Linked DNA regions of Anser cygnoides: region 1 is linked to region 2. The links are chromatin contacts, called in public Hi-C maps. All regions are on one chromosome and are shown on one strand. Each heading gives the region's core, a stretch centred on a gene start, on an enhancer-like site or on the middle of the called end of the contact. The rest is flanking DNA. Distances are from core to core; before and after follow the strand shown. Region 1 holds the start of AP2A2 (adaptor related protein complex 2 subunit alpha 2). Region 2 holds the start of MUC6 (mucin 6, oligomeric mucus/gel-forming).

The links. A called contact is a pair of places that touch in the nucleus more often than the background predicts.
Region 1: a contact with region 2 is called in a Hi-C map of liver, with 1.8 times the contacts expected there. The contact joins the promoter of AP2A2 here to the promoter of MUC6 in region 2. A contact is called at or near these places in 4 of 7 Hi-C or Micro-C datasets (fetal liver, granulosa cells and liver).

The regions. Positions count from the first base shown.
Region 1 is chr5:19,787,859-19,794,601 of Taihu_goose_T2T_genome, forward strand. AP2A2 (adaptor related protein complex 2 subunit alpha 2) reads right to left here and starts at 1,270. Exons shown (of 22, transcript XM_048058627.2): 1 at 1,050-1,270. The coding sequence starts at 1,116. CHID1 (chitinase domain containing 1) reads left to right here and starts at 1,397. Exons shown (of 13, transcript XM_066997980.1): 1 at 1,397-1,620. The coding sequence starts at 1,518.
Region 2 is chr5:19,655,979-19,662,876 of Taihu_goose_T2T_genome, forward strand. It overlaps MUC6 (mucin 6, oligomeric mucus/gel-forming), which reads left to right and starts at 2,420. Exons shown (of 46, transcript XM_066997557.1): 1 at 2,420-3,001; 2 at 3,118-3,257; 3 at 4,797-4,885.

The DNA.
Region 1 (6,743 bases), core at 20-2,519, 130 kb after region 2:
AAGCCCTCTGAAGGTGGAGACATTTCCAAGCCAGTTTGGTTATCCTAATATGAGCCTAGCTAGATCACCATAATTTTACATTAAAAAGTCTCCGATCCACTTTTATCTTTCGGACAGGAAGCCTTGATGACATTCCTTTTAAAATAGCCTCGAGTAATCCAGAGCCACACAGGTGGACAAAATATATAGCCGTTTCATCACGCCAACCACAGCGACCTTAGCCCTTCCCCAGGCAATTCTTGCCACATCACACACTTAGATCTCTGACTTCGATTAATATTAAACTGCTCTCTCATGCAGGTCCCGGGGCTGGGAAGGAAGGCAGCCGACCCCCAGCCCCACCAAGCCCTACACTTCTCTCTGCCCTTTGCGCATCGCTACACAGAGGGTCCCCACAACCCTCAGGCCGTGCTCCCTCAGCGATTAAAACCGAGCGGATCCCAAGAGCTGCTTTCTATCACAACAGGATTTGAAAGCAGACTGAAGCCAAGCGTAAACACACCCAGAGAAGGCCCTGCTCGCTGCCAGCCTTCCAGGGGCCTGCTTTCCTTCAGGGACATTTTGAATCGAGAGCCGGCTGCGGCTCTGAGAAGCGACCGCCGGTGCCCACCCCGGCCCCAGCCGCCCACCGCCTTCACCGCCGCCCCTTGGGAGCCCCGACGGGCTCCGAGCCCCCCGGCACCCCTTTTCCACAGGGACCCCGGCCACAACAAAGGAATAACCCCCCCCACACACACACAAAAATCAAGCCGACCAGACCAAAAGACACGTAAATTAACCCCAAACCCGCAGCAGAAAGCCTTCGGCTGCCCGCCCCAAGCTCTCCCCCCCCCCCGCATCTCCCGCCGCCCCCCCGGGGCGCGTCGCCATTTCGTGAGGCGGCAGAGCCGCGGGCGGCCCGCCGCGGCGGCGAAGGGGAGAGAAGGGAGCCGAGGGAAGGAGGATGAGGGAAACCCCCGACCCCGGCCCCAAAACACCCGGTAATCGCCTGGCCGGCGCGGCCCGGCCCTGCCCAACCCAGGCCCCACCGCGCCCCGGCCGCCGCTCACAGTTGCGGATATCGGAGATGAAGACGGCCAAGCCTCGCATCCCATCGCCCTTCGATACCGCCGGCATGGTGGCGAGCGATCACGGCCGCCCAGCGCCGCGTCAAAGCACCGCAACCCCACCGCCGCTTCTCCCCGCGGGGCTCCTCAGGCCGCTGCCGCCGCCTCTGCTGCGCGCAGGCGCCGCGATGGCTCCCGCTCCCCGGCGGGCGGCGGGCGGCGAGGCTCGGCCACCCCCTGGCGGACGGAGGCGGCGGGGACCCGGCCCTGCCCTCGCCGGTGTCCCCCTCACGCCCCCGTCGGCCCCTCTCGTCCCCCGGCCCGCAGGCGGCGGTGCCGCTGTTGGGGTGTGATTTGTCGGGCACAGCCCGTCAGGGTAAACGGGACCGGGAGGGGCCTTCTCCTGAGGCGTTGTTGTCTCCTCAGGAGCGGCCTAATCCCTGCCTCACCCCCGTGCCCCCGCTGGTTTTAATGATTTGTGAAGGAGGAGCATTTGGGTTTTGCCTCAGAGAATGTAACTTGTATGAGAGAAGGAGAGGGACAAAAGATCTGATAGGAAAGTGGGCTTTCAGCGGTAAGTTTTGATCTAGGATCTTATTTCTGAAATGTAGAGAGGGAGGTACTGACTCCTTATGGTAGAATACGTAAGACCATGGTTTCCCCAGGACACATCTCAGTCCTCCAGCAAAAAATGGGCCCCAAAAGCTGTGCATGGGATCTCCATCACAAGCCTTGCAGTTAGAAGAGTTGGTATATGCAGATCCTGTCACTACCCTCTGGGGTAAGCAGTGCAGTTGTTCTGCATTACATGTGGCAATTCATGCTACCCTGGGCTTGCAGGTGTGCAAGGCCGGGGCCGCATGTCTCTCTTGAAGGCCATGAACCTGCAGAGCAACACAGTCCCACACCACATCTGCTCCTGAGATGGAAAACATTTCAAGGTTAAACTTTCTTAAACACACCGAAGAGGTTGGACTGCACAGAGCATTTAATCTCATCAGCTGAAAATAGATTCAAAGGGTGTCAAAACTGGCCTAGTCTCCCTAAACCACAGTGTGTTGAGAGGTTCAGTCATAATGGAAATTATTAGTATACTTAGCAGGTTATAATGACCTCTAGAATCGTGGGATTTAGGACTACTGGAGATCACTCAGTAATTTATTTAATCTGTTTTCTTGTATTCTTCAAACTATTTCATTTCACATGGTCCTTTTTTCGTTTTTTTTTTTTTTTTTTTCCTGCATTGAGCCCAATAACTAGATTTTAGTCACAGTCCATTGTCCAGAAAGGCATTCAGTTTTGATCTGACATCATCAAAAGATACCAAATCTACTTTTTCTCTGGGTAGTTTGTTCCCATGATTAATGCTCCTCATTTAAAGCTCGCATTTTACTTAAATTTATCAAGCTTCAGTGCCTATAAGTTAATGATATATTTTTCTCTCATAAATAAAGAGCTATGTAATACTCGATACTCTTTTTCAGATAGTGGTGGCACACTTCAGCCAGGTCACCTCTCAAGTGTCTTTTCTGCATGTTTTCAGGATACATTTTTACACCAGTGCTTTTCAGTTGTATATCTGTTACAAAGAGAAAATTATAGTAACTGGTAGTCAGGAATGTATCCTTTTCTCCCTGGGCTTGGTAGATCAAGTGCGGCTAGTAGCAATTGTGCACAATGCAGATTCTCTGGATAAGGAAGTTTAGATGAAGAAAATTGTCCTTCTTCAGAGTTTTATAATCAAATAGTGATGTTTAACCATAATTTCCATTTACCCTCAAAGCTGAAAACTTAAGATTTCACTACAAAGGAATTTATTTTTCTGAAAAACAAACAAAAAAAACCCATATTTGAGTTAAACAAAATAAGATGTCGAACTAATTTCTACTCTTAAGAGCAGAGTGACACTTAAAGGCCAAGTATATCTGTCCTGTCTGGCTGCACTCCAGTCAACACTGCAGCTGTAAGATGTGCAGGTACACTTAAGCAACCTTTTAAGAGGGAACTTAAATACAGCTAGTGGAATAGCTGTGGCAGTACCAAGTGCATTATGGGTTGTAAATTCTGTTTGAGAAGGGGAGTAAATATACAAATAGAAAACCCATGTGGAGCTCTTTCGTGTTATAACTATTTCATTTTTAACTGACTCGGTATGCAGCACGCATTCCCCAGTTATTTTATATCAACCTCCTTTGGCTGACATTTCAGTCTTTACTATATATATACACATTCTTGCTCTCTTGTCTTCTTTTTGCCTCAACAAATCCTTATGCGATTATGGTGAATGTGTAGGTCTATGTCTGCCCCTACTTCCTCTTAATTTAGAGCTCACTAGCCAATTTCAGACAGTTTTGGTAGGGAGAAGATAAAGATTTTACATGAATAAACAGCCAGTTAGAGGAAAGAGAGCTTGTAATGGTCTGAAAGAGAGCTTGTAATGGTCTCTAGATGCATCCTGACTGAAAGAAATGTAATGTGAGCCCGATGTGTTATTAGAGAGCACAGAGTTCACACTAGACATAGCCCCTACAAATGCCCTAGCTGATATATCTGGAAAATGTTTCAGTTTGAGCTCAACATCTACGGAACACTAGTCTGTGAGAACCCAGACTTCATCAGTTCCATACATCTCAAGATGAAGTGATTTTTAGAGATTGCCAATTTCTGTAAAATCAGCATTAAAGTGGAAATAATAGCAAGAAATGCTTTCCTATTACACAAGATATTTTACAGAACTTTTTTTTTTTTTGCCAACAAATCCACAATGTCTATATCCTCCCTAAGTCATCCATAAACTGCTTTAATCTTTTTTAGGATTTCAATATCCTTTGGTACAAAGACTTGAAAAATCAGGCTGACCTTCACAAAATTAATACCATTAAGCTGACTGGTTTCAGCTGGTGAGTATCTGCTTGTGGGAACTACAGCTTTTGCTGCATTTCTTTTCTGCCTGACATTGAGACCTGAGTGGTGGCTTACAGACGAGTTCATCTCCTGCTCTGGAGCTTTAAGTGCTGTGCACAGTGTGGTTTCTTCTTTGGTTTCTAAAGCCAAAATATGATTCATTTTTGAGTATGATTACATATCATTACGAGGAATTTTAACACCAGAAATCATCCAACACTCAGAATAATTTACAGCCCATACTGTGCTTGGTACTGCTACAGCTATTCTGCTACCTACAGCTACTCTTCACCCCTACCTGACTATCTGCCAAAATCACACTAGAATAATTTGGACAGCTTTATGCTTAGGGTATGAACTCATGCACTGTGGTATACAGCTGGGTTGCCAACTTTTCATACCACCTTAATGAATTTCTAGACAGAAAAAGGAAATTGTTCCTTTTCCTTTGTTACTTCTGTCAGATTTGTCCCTCACCCCATCGGTTACTGCTTTCTTCTCCTCCCCATGGTCATTCTAACCATACTGGAAGCAAAAAGATCTAAGGAGAAAACAGAATTGGTGGCTCTTTCCGTACGTATACTCAATCATGTTTCTCTACGTGACATCTAACATTCATTATCTATTAATGGAGAGCACAGGTTTATCAGCAATGCCTTCTGCCACTCAAAGGTATCAGATGTGCTGCTTTCTTAATCTTTTAAGAAACACAAAGTTAGGATAATATTGATATCACGAAGCCGTACATTTCTAGAAATTAAATATGGATCTTCCTAGATCTTTTCTTTACAGTAAGCATCTCAATGACCTAAAGGGTTTTGCACTCAAAAATACCTGTATACTCAAAATACATGTATATATAAAAATATAAAATAGAATACTTAAGCTTAAAATAAACTCAAAGAGAGTAGACAAGATAAAATAAGGATGAACAAAGGGTCTACGGACAAGCTCCCCTTTGTCACCTGCATGGTGGCAGAGTAGCGCCAGGCAGCTAGGTAGCTTTGTGAGTTGCAATAAACTATATATAATTCCTTCTAGCTCATAGGAGTGGGTTTTTTCTCCTTTCATCTCTGAGGCCTTGTTCTTTTCCTCGTACCTGTTTCTCTCAGCTGTCTTTCTCTTTAGCTACAGGCTTCCAAGTGAGGCTATAGACTTCATTTCTTGCTGAGACACCATTTTTATTTCCAAGCCTTTTTTTCCTGAGTATGCACAGTTACTCTCCAGGAAAGGAACACACTTCTACTCTCCCCCAGGTGTCCTATCTTACTCAGGCACTATTTTTTAAAGGAGTGGTAGTGTACAGACTGAAAACACAGAAGTAAAAGAAAGATACTCCCTCCACCACCACCACCACCATTTTTTTTTTTTTTTTTTTTTTGCTTGGTAGAATATGAGCCTCTGGAAGGACTCTCCAGTACCTGGTAGATGTGTTAAAACTCTGGGTGCATCCTTACATCTAAGAGTTAAGATCTGTGATTCTATTACAGGCAGCATGTACCATGTCAACTACCTGCAGCAAACCTTTGGATCTGCTCCGCTAGGCTATGAGAAAGAGAGTCAGCAGGAGGGTGTAATAGGAACGCAACACAGGAAATGACAGATTTCATTATAGAGAAGCTGGAAAGAACCCTAATTTTTCATCCCCTCCTGCCTTAATCTCTGTCTTTCCTGCTATTGAGAAGTGTATCCTGGAAATGTTTAAAGTTTGTGAAAGATGAACAACATTTTACAAAACAATAGAAAATCCAGTACCCAATAGATTGTAAGTGACTTCAAGTACTGCAGTTATGCACCTTTTAAATTTGGGAGAGTTTGTAGTTTGTATATAAAAATGTACACTTTTAAGCATGCCTATTATGCAGTCCTATAAGATTAAAAAAGCACCACTTCTTCGGTGGAAGCTGAAGGTTTCAGAGATGTTTTGGTGACTAAAAAAATAGGATGAGTCATTCCTTTTTCCTGCTTTTTAGTCTGCAAGTGTGTGGGTCCAAACGTGCTAGTGAGCATGGGTTTTCTTTCTGAAGACCTTGTGAGAATTTAAGCCTGGGTGATTTAGGGTACAGAGGGAACATACACGTACTCAGCTCTTGCCAGAAGGACCATACATCTGGTTCACTGACAAGACTTTTGTTCAGAGGAAAAATTCTTCTGTTTTTCTATTCAATGCTGAAGAACATTCATGACGATCTTAATTATACAAGAAGGAAAGAAAGAGAAGGATAGATCTGGAAATCTTCAGTTCTGCTTCTGGGAAGTGACACCAAGCTGTAACTAACGCAGAAAGTAGGTCTCAGAAAGGCTTCTGCTGGGAAGCACAGTGCCAAACATGCTAGGTTTTCCACCACATCACAATGCTGTTAACACAACCATTTTTATCAAGTCTTCCCATATGGTATTTATTCCCTATAAACAGCCCATGAAATAACAGGGTTACATCAAAATTTCCACTGCAGTAAAAATACTAACAGCAAGTTCACGCTACATGTAAAAGCATAAATGGTAGGTCAAAACAGAAAATAATAAAATCTCAATTTAAAACACAAGCTTTTATTTTAAAGCCTGTTAATGCCCACCTGAGGCTTGACACACACTTTCCACACACCAGGAGCTAGCAATATTGCTTGATGACCCCCTCTGCACGCAAAGACCCCCTCAGGTTTGGTCTATGCTATTTTTACCCCCCAGGCCAGCGTGTGTATTGTAGACTAAACTCCCTACTTATTTATTATGACCTAGAAGGAGGCAGGCAAAGCCTAGCTTGAGACGGCAGAGACATTAGACCGCCGTCAT
Region 2 (6,898 bases), core at 1,170-3,669:
ATCCTGCACTTAGGGAGGAACAACACCATGTACCAGCATATGCTGGGGGGCACCCAGCTGGAAAGCAGCTCTGCAGAAAGACACCTGGTGGTCCTGGTGGACACCAAGTTGACCGTGAGTCCTGGGCAACCAGCTCTGAGTGGCCCTGTTTGAGCAGGGGTTGGACCAGATGATCCCCAGAGGTCTCTTCCCACCTCAACCATTCTGTGATTTTTAAGATGCTTTTATACACTTGCTAGCATTACTTCTAGCCCTTGTAAAAGGGAGGAAATAAAGTGAAAAATATGAAACCAGGAATGAATAAATGACACACTAAACTGAAACTCAAAATAGACCCCAAACTTTGAAGGTTGTTTAAGATTATTGAATAAGACATATGTGGATGACACTTTCTGTGGGAAATATTAAAAGATCACTCGCACAGCAAAAAGATATTTTTTTTAATCCCACTGACAGAGAATGGCCCCTGCATATAAATGTACTGTTGTGCTGTAGGAAAAGAGTTTCCATCCTCACAAATCTCATACTAGTTATGTCCAACCACATAGCCTCTTTAATGAAAAAGTAAATATTTAGTTGCCTAGATAATGCCTGATAACCTCCATATATATTATATATGTAATGACAGTCTTTCTTTTCCCCACTTATTTTTAAATAAAAGTACAGAACCTGCTTGGATCCAGAGAGCACAAATTAACCAGCAAGATCTATTAAAAGTGCTAAAGAAAACAACAATTTATTTTACTTGGTTCTTATCTCAGGTAGGCAGTGCTTTACTCTGAAAGCTCTCCTATAAGCAGTTCAGCAACTGCCCCAAAAGGAGTACTGCCAAAACATGGCATGCAGATGTTCTCTCCACATTTATTCTGCTTCAGATGCTTCAATTTACTCCTTCTAACAAAATCTGTAGAAGTGTCCAGGAAGTTTCTTCAGACACAATAGGTACAAGATGAGATTAAAAAATAATAATAATAAAAAAATAAAAGAACTGAATGGACCGTGCAGAGACGGTCCATTCCATTTTTAATCTGGCATTATTAACATCATCACTGAATGCAAATACGATATAGTGACTCACTGAGTACTAGCAGTATGTAAACATATTGTACATTGATTGCGGAATTGAAGTCCTGGAAACACGGCTAAGAGCAAACATTAAAAATTATATTGGACTCCTTGATATAAAGGTGACACTGGAGATTATTATCATACTCAGAATCCTGAAGTCCAGAGACAAAGTACATGTTGTCCCCCGTAGATTTAAAGCAACAATACTTATAGCTAAGAGAAGGAGGAAGGAAAAAAAAAAAGACTGGCCTACAAAATGAAAAATATCTTTTAAAATTTGTATTTTTTATTTTTCTGCTCTTTGCCTAGAGCTCAAACATACCTTCTTAATATGCTTGATTTAAATTACACCAAAAAGATACTACTTTTAGACATCTCACAGGTAACTTGATTTTAAAATAGAACGTATATACTTCTGAATAAATTACAGCAAAGAACTTAAGGAAAATGATAATTAATACTTTAATAATCAAAATAGACTACAGCAATCCCACTACTGAATTGTTTGATACTCTGTATCTATATGCATTGCAATAAAAAGCTTCATAATTGCAAGCTACCAATAAAGATTTAGGGTCAAATCAAACTGAACAAACATGGCTGGGTGAGGTTTTTGCTCACAAGATGGGTGTACTGTCCTTGAAATTATGGAAATACAGCTGTAAATACAACTAAACCTTTGATAGATGTCAGAATTTGTTTTCTATCAGGAGACACTTAATGTTTACCAAGTTTATTGGCTTTTTTTTTTTTTTTTGAGACATCTCAATATTCTCATAGTTCAGGACTAATTTTAAAACCACATGAGAAAACTTTGGTGTTAAAATCAGGCAGGTTGCTGCCCTTGAGACACAGAACAAACAGAAGCGTAACAGCTGTGGCAATGCACTCTGACTCAGAAAATAAACCCAGGCCTGAAACAGACTTCCACCAGCTCACACAGGCATCACAGACAGACATTTTTTAATCAAATTTAGACATTTTAGACAAAACCATGGTCTTGCCCAATGCTTATGTACTATTCCTACCTTTGCTTAAGCAGCCAGCCAGGGTACGCTCAGTGCCACTGCAGACTACTTGAATCACTCACAGCAAGCGTCCCCTCTGAGCGACGGCTTCAGGGTGCTCAGACGGGCTGACCACAGGCATTACAGACGGAATGATGACCACTGACTGCAGAAGAGCCATTTGTGGAATACACCAGTGAGCTGCCGCTGAAAGGAGGGCTCAGCACAGCCACCTCTGGCAACTGACAGGAGAGCACCTTGCTTGGTCTTCAGAGGTCAGGAACCTCCCTCAGGGACTGCTTGAAGCAAAGTCACATTCAGGCAGCTCCCCGTCCTCTGACAAAACACAAAACCTCTCAGCGCACAGAAACAAGAGGTAGATTTTAAATCTAACCTTGGCATGTTTCCCCACTGAGATACACTATCAGGGATCCCTCTGGTATTTGCATGTGAAGCAAAAAGCCACACAAGGCATCTGGCAAACCGTATCAGTTCATCACCACCCCAATCAATTTTTTTCAAAGTACATGGGACAGTACAGATCTTATGCACTTGTCTGCAAGTTAGCCTGAATTTTATAGTATGCAGCCCTAAAAGAGGGTGACTGGCTGGCAGAAGAAGAAATCAGCCCCGTTTCCTCAAGGCAGCTGCGATCCTCAGGAAGGGGCAGGGCTTTCCCTGAGAGAAACTGGGCACGTGCAAGGTGCTGGAAGGCTCTAGAAAGCCCCCGTTCTGTGAGGAAGCCCCTCAGAGCAAGGCGTAGGGCAAGTGTTGGGAAGAGCAGGAAGCAAAAGTGATCCCTGAGCCTCTGAGGTGAGAGACCTGGGAGCACAGAGGGAACTGTGCAGAGGGCAGCAGAGGCCAAGGAGCTTTCCTGGAGGGAATCATGCCTCAGGGAGAAAGGCTGGGCTGTGAGGATGCTGTGGGTGAGGATTTGTTGCAGTCCCCTCCAGTTCTTTTTAATCAAAAACACTTGGAGCCTCTCCATTTAAAATTGTAATTTTTCTAGTCACTTTTTTTTTTTTTTTTTTTTTTTTTTCAGGAAAACTTGTTTTTAATAAGGAAGTCACAATGGCAGTCACACAGTCTGCTCACAACATCGACAGCTCAGACACAGCTGGTGCTGGTTAAATCCCAGAGCCCATGAGGTGAAGGCACTGCTGTTACCAAACACAACCCTCTGTGAGTCACTAACCATAGCTGAAGGATGGGGAATATTACAGCAGATGTTTGAAAAGATGCTAAAATTTAAGTTATGACAAGTACAATTCTAGGAATATCAGGAAGTTTTGGGGTTTTTGTTGTTTGGTTGTTTGTTTCTTTTTTTTTTTTTTTCCTTTAAAAGGGGCCTATGAATTGTTTAGAATCAATAGAAGTCTTACATGATGAGGATTTGGATCATTTTCCAGAGAAATACTGAAAAATAAGTGACTCATACACAGTATCTTGGAAAGCTATTTTGTTGTTTATCACTTCCTCTGTGCTTGCAGTAGTTCTGACTTGGCAGGCATAACTTCTGGCTAACAATTTTAATTTGCATCGTGTTTGGATGTGCTGCTTTTAACATAGCTTAAGTGATTAGCCAACCTCTTTGATGATAGCCTGTGGTAAAGGTATTTCATTATGAGTTTATGGGTTAAATTGTTTTGAATTCACCTGATGTTTTTTTAATCAGGCACCCCCTTCACACCTGCATGAACCTATGTTACTTTTGAAACTCTGAGTCATTTTCAAGACTTGAGTCTGCTTGAATGTATCACAGTAGTCAGTACAGTACATTCATGACTGATTTTATTTATTTATTTGTGGCTTGTAAGCAAGCATGCAGTGAAGGATCTGTATTTAGTATAATGTTCTATAGCATGAAGACACAACTGGAAGAGCTGAGTAGGCCTTGGGGAGAGAGAGATTTGCTCTTTAACACTGTATTTCACTCCACACTAACTTCAAATAAGCTCCCAGAGCCACAATTACAATATTTATTTTAGTATTTTTGTTCAGTTCACATCCGTGTTCTTGGATAGTAAGCTTTAAGTGCATCAGGCCCATCTAGCTAGGAGAGGCTGAGAGCAGCTCCAATGTCAAATTGTCACAGATAGTTACTAAAGATCTTGGATTGTCATATTAGAAAGAGTAGAACCGTATCTCAGTCAGTTTTTGATAGTTTTGAATGCTTCTGCCTACTTTTGCATTGATATCCATAGAACTCTAGTGTCAAAGAGCCAGAGAAGAACTTCAGCAATTGTTTTAATTTGAAGTAGGAAATTGTGATAAAATTGAGGAACACAAAAAAACGTTTGAACTTAGTGTTAGGATTTTGACTTCAGGACATTACAAACCGAGTTTACCCAATTTACTCTCAGGTGAGTGTCATGTGTTTCAAAAACTTTCTAATGCTGTTCAGCAGTTCCATTCTCAGATGATTCCAAAGTGAAGATATCAGCAAAGTATGGTATGACACAGAAGTTTTGAGTGCCCCCTAATCCAAAAAAAAAAAATCTGATTTGGAGATATGCCTCCAGCTCGTGATTTCATGAGTGTCATGAGTGTCTTTACTAAAAGTAAGTTGTTGGCATATTTGGACACTTGATTCTGGCAAAAGCACCAGTTATTTCGTAAGGTCACAAGTCACAGATACTTCCAAACTACCTCGCTAATAGAACTTGTGTAATTCCCCAAAGTTCTTGTGCTATCATTCTGCTTTTTTGTTGCTACACTTAGGTACAATATCATTTTGTATGGGTGATCAAACAAAGGATCCCCAGTTCATTGAGGCATTCAACTGTACATCAATCTTCAGCCACCTCAAGGTAAGCTACTGGTCTTTATGTGGATCATCATTGTTGTCAAATCCAGAAAGTCTTACGTCGTTATTTTTCCTGTTTCTAATTCTGTGAAAGATAGTTTGGGATCTGTCTTAATCACTGTTCCTGAATAAAGTGGACATTTTAGATGATGATACATAAGAGTACATAGTTTAGTGAGAGTTTTTCTTCTTTCACTCTTTGCCATTATCTATGAGTGAATATTTTTTTGGTAGAACCAAACACCTGACTGATTGAAATCTAATATGCTTCAAAATGGACTCAATATGTAGAAAGGCAACATGAAAGGAACAGGACTGCATATCTTTACTGACAAGAAGCAATCCGAAGTTAACTTCCATTCTTAAATTCTTGTATTTGTATGCATTGGTGAGCATTGCAGTAGGTATTTCAAAGCCTCTAACACTTAAGGATATTCTGATGAGATGAATTATGTTTATGTCACTTAGATATTTCTTGATTTTTATTCTTGCCTACAAGAATTTCAATCATGGTCATTTTCACATATTGTTTAAAAAAAAAAAAAGACTTTGGGAGTTATAATCTCAGTGACACAACTCAATATAGCAATACAGTAATACAGTGTCCTAAGTCTACTGTTTTTATCTGTGAAATTGGAAAGAACATTCATGCAGTGTACCTTCAGCAGTCCAGTGGTTTTATCTCATTCGGTATAAGGCTACCAAACATCTTTTCAGACAATAACATGGCCTTATCCCACTGCTTCCAGTGAAAGAATAAATGTATCTGGACATAAAGTTTTTAGTACATGGAAAATGGCAGCCAGTGCACAATGCTGCAGAGCACCTCCTCAGCAATCTATTACAAATATATCCTCTGTTTTATATATATATATATATAATGTGTGTGTGCGTGTCTATATTAGGTAGCCCTTTGTTATCTATACTGCCTTCCCATACAATTTAAAATCTGGTTCCATGTCCTAGTCCTTATCTTCAGCAGGCACCCTTATTGAAGTAAATATTCCTAAAAGTCTCTTGAAAGCTGTGTAAAAAGGCTGTAGTTACTAGCAATGCTCTTCTGGCAAATGTTGGTAGTCTTTTCAATAAGCTAACCTATAGGAGGAACAAGCTTATCCAAGAGCCTATTTAATATGCCAGTGAAAAGGAGTGCCTGCTGCTTGTCGTGTATCATCTGCAACGCCTTGACCTCAATGTTTCTATTACATTTCATGGTCTTTGTAAAACAGCAGCTCTAGACAAGAACCACGTGACATACATCTTTCTTGCCTTTGTGAAAGAACAGGATTGAAGAGTACCTGGCATACGTGTAGTTTTGTTACTTGATGCATTGTAGGAAGAAAGTCAAACAAGATCATGAAAGGGATATAGCAGAAGATACGATAGAGCATTTGTGATTCATAGAAATGGAATATGCTGTTTGAAGCTGAGTTTGACTTAGTCCTCAGAATAAAGGTGCCTTCAAAGCCCAGCTGCCTATATGAAGCCTAACAGAAGTCAGTAAGGATGCTCTAAGGATTAAATTCCCTTGCATATATATTTGTGGTTCTTGCAGGAGAAGACAGCATAACACAGAGTCTTCCCATCCTTTTCTGGCTCTGTATAAAATGTACGCTTTACAATGTCTGCTTACTGAAAACTTAGAGGTTACCAAACCCCAAAGTAACCAGAAACATAAGCTTCCATAGTGTGGGCAAGGAATACACAACATTTCTTTAAATCCTCATGTTTACATAGGCACCACTCTGCCGCACACAGCGAGGGGGTAGTAGTAATTGGTGAGAGTATATGCAAACTTTGAGGTAAGATCAATGAAGCACAAATGAAATGGGTTCTGCTGGGAAATGTGTGGAAGATAGACAAAGATGATAAAAGGAATGCTGAAGTTCCCCCCCCTTTTTTTTTTGAAAATGGTCTTTATGTTCTGGTACTTTTCAGATACGAATTTTCCACTGCTTTTCAGACTTACAGAATAATATCTTTAAAGTGCTTGGGAGTTTTATCCCAGACTTCAACA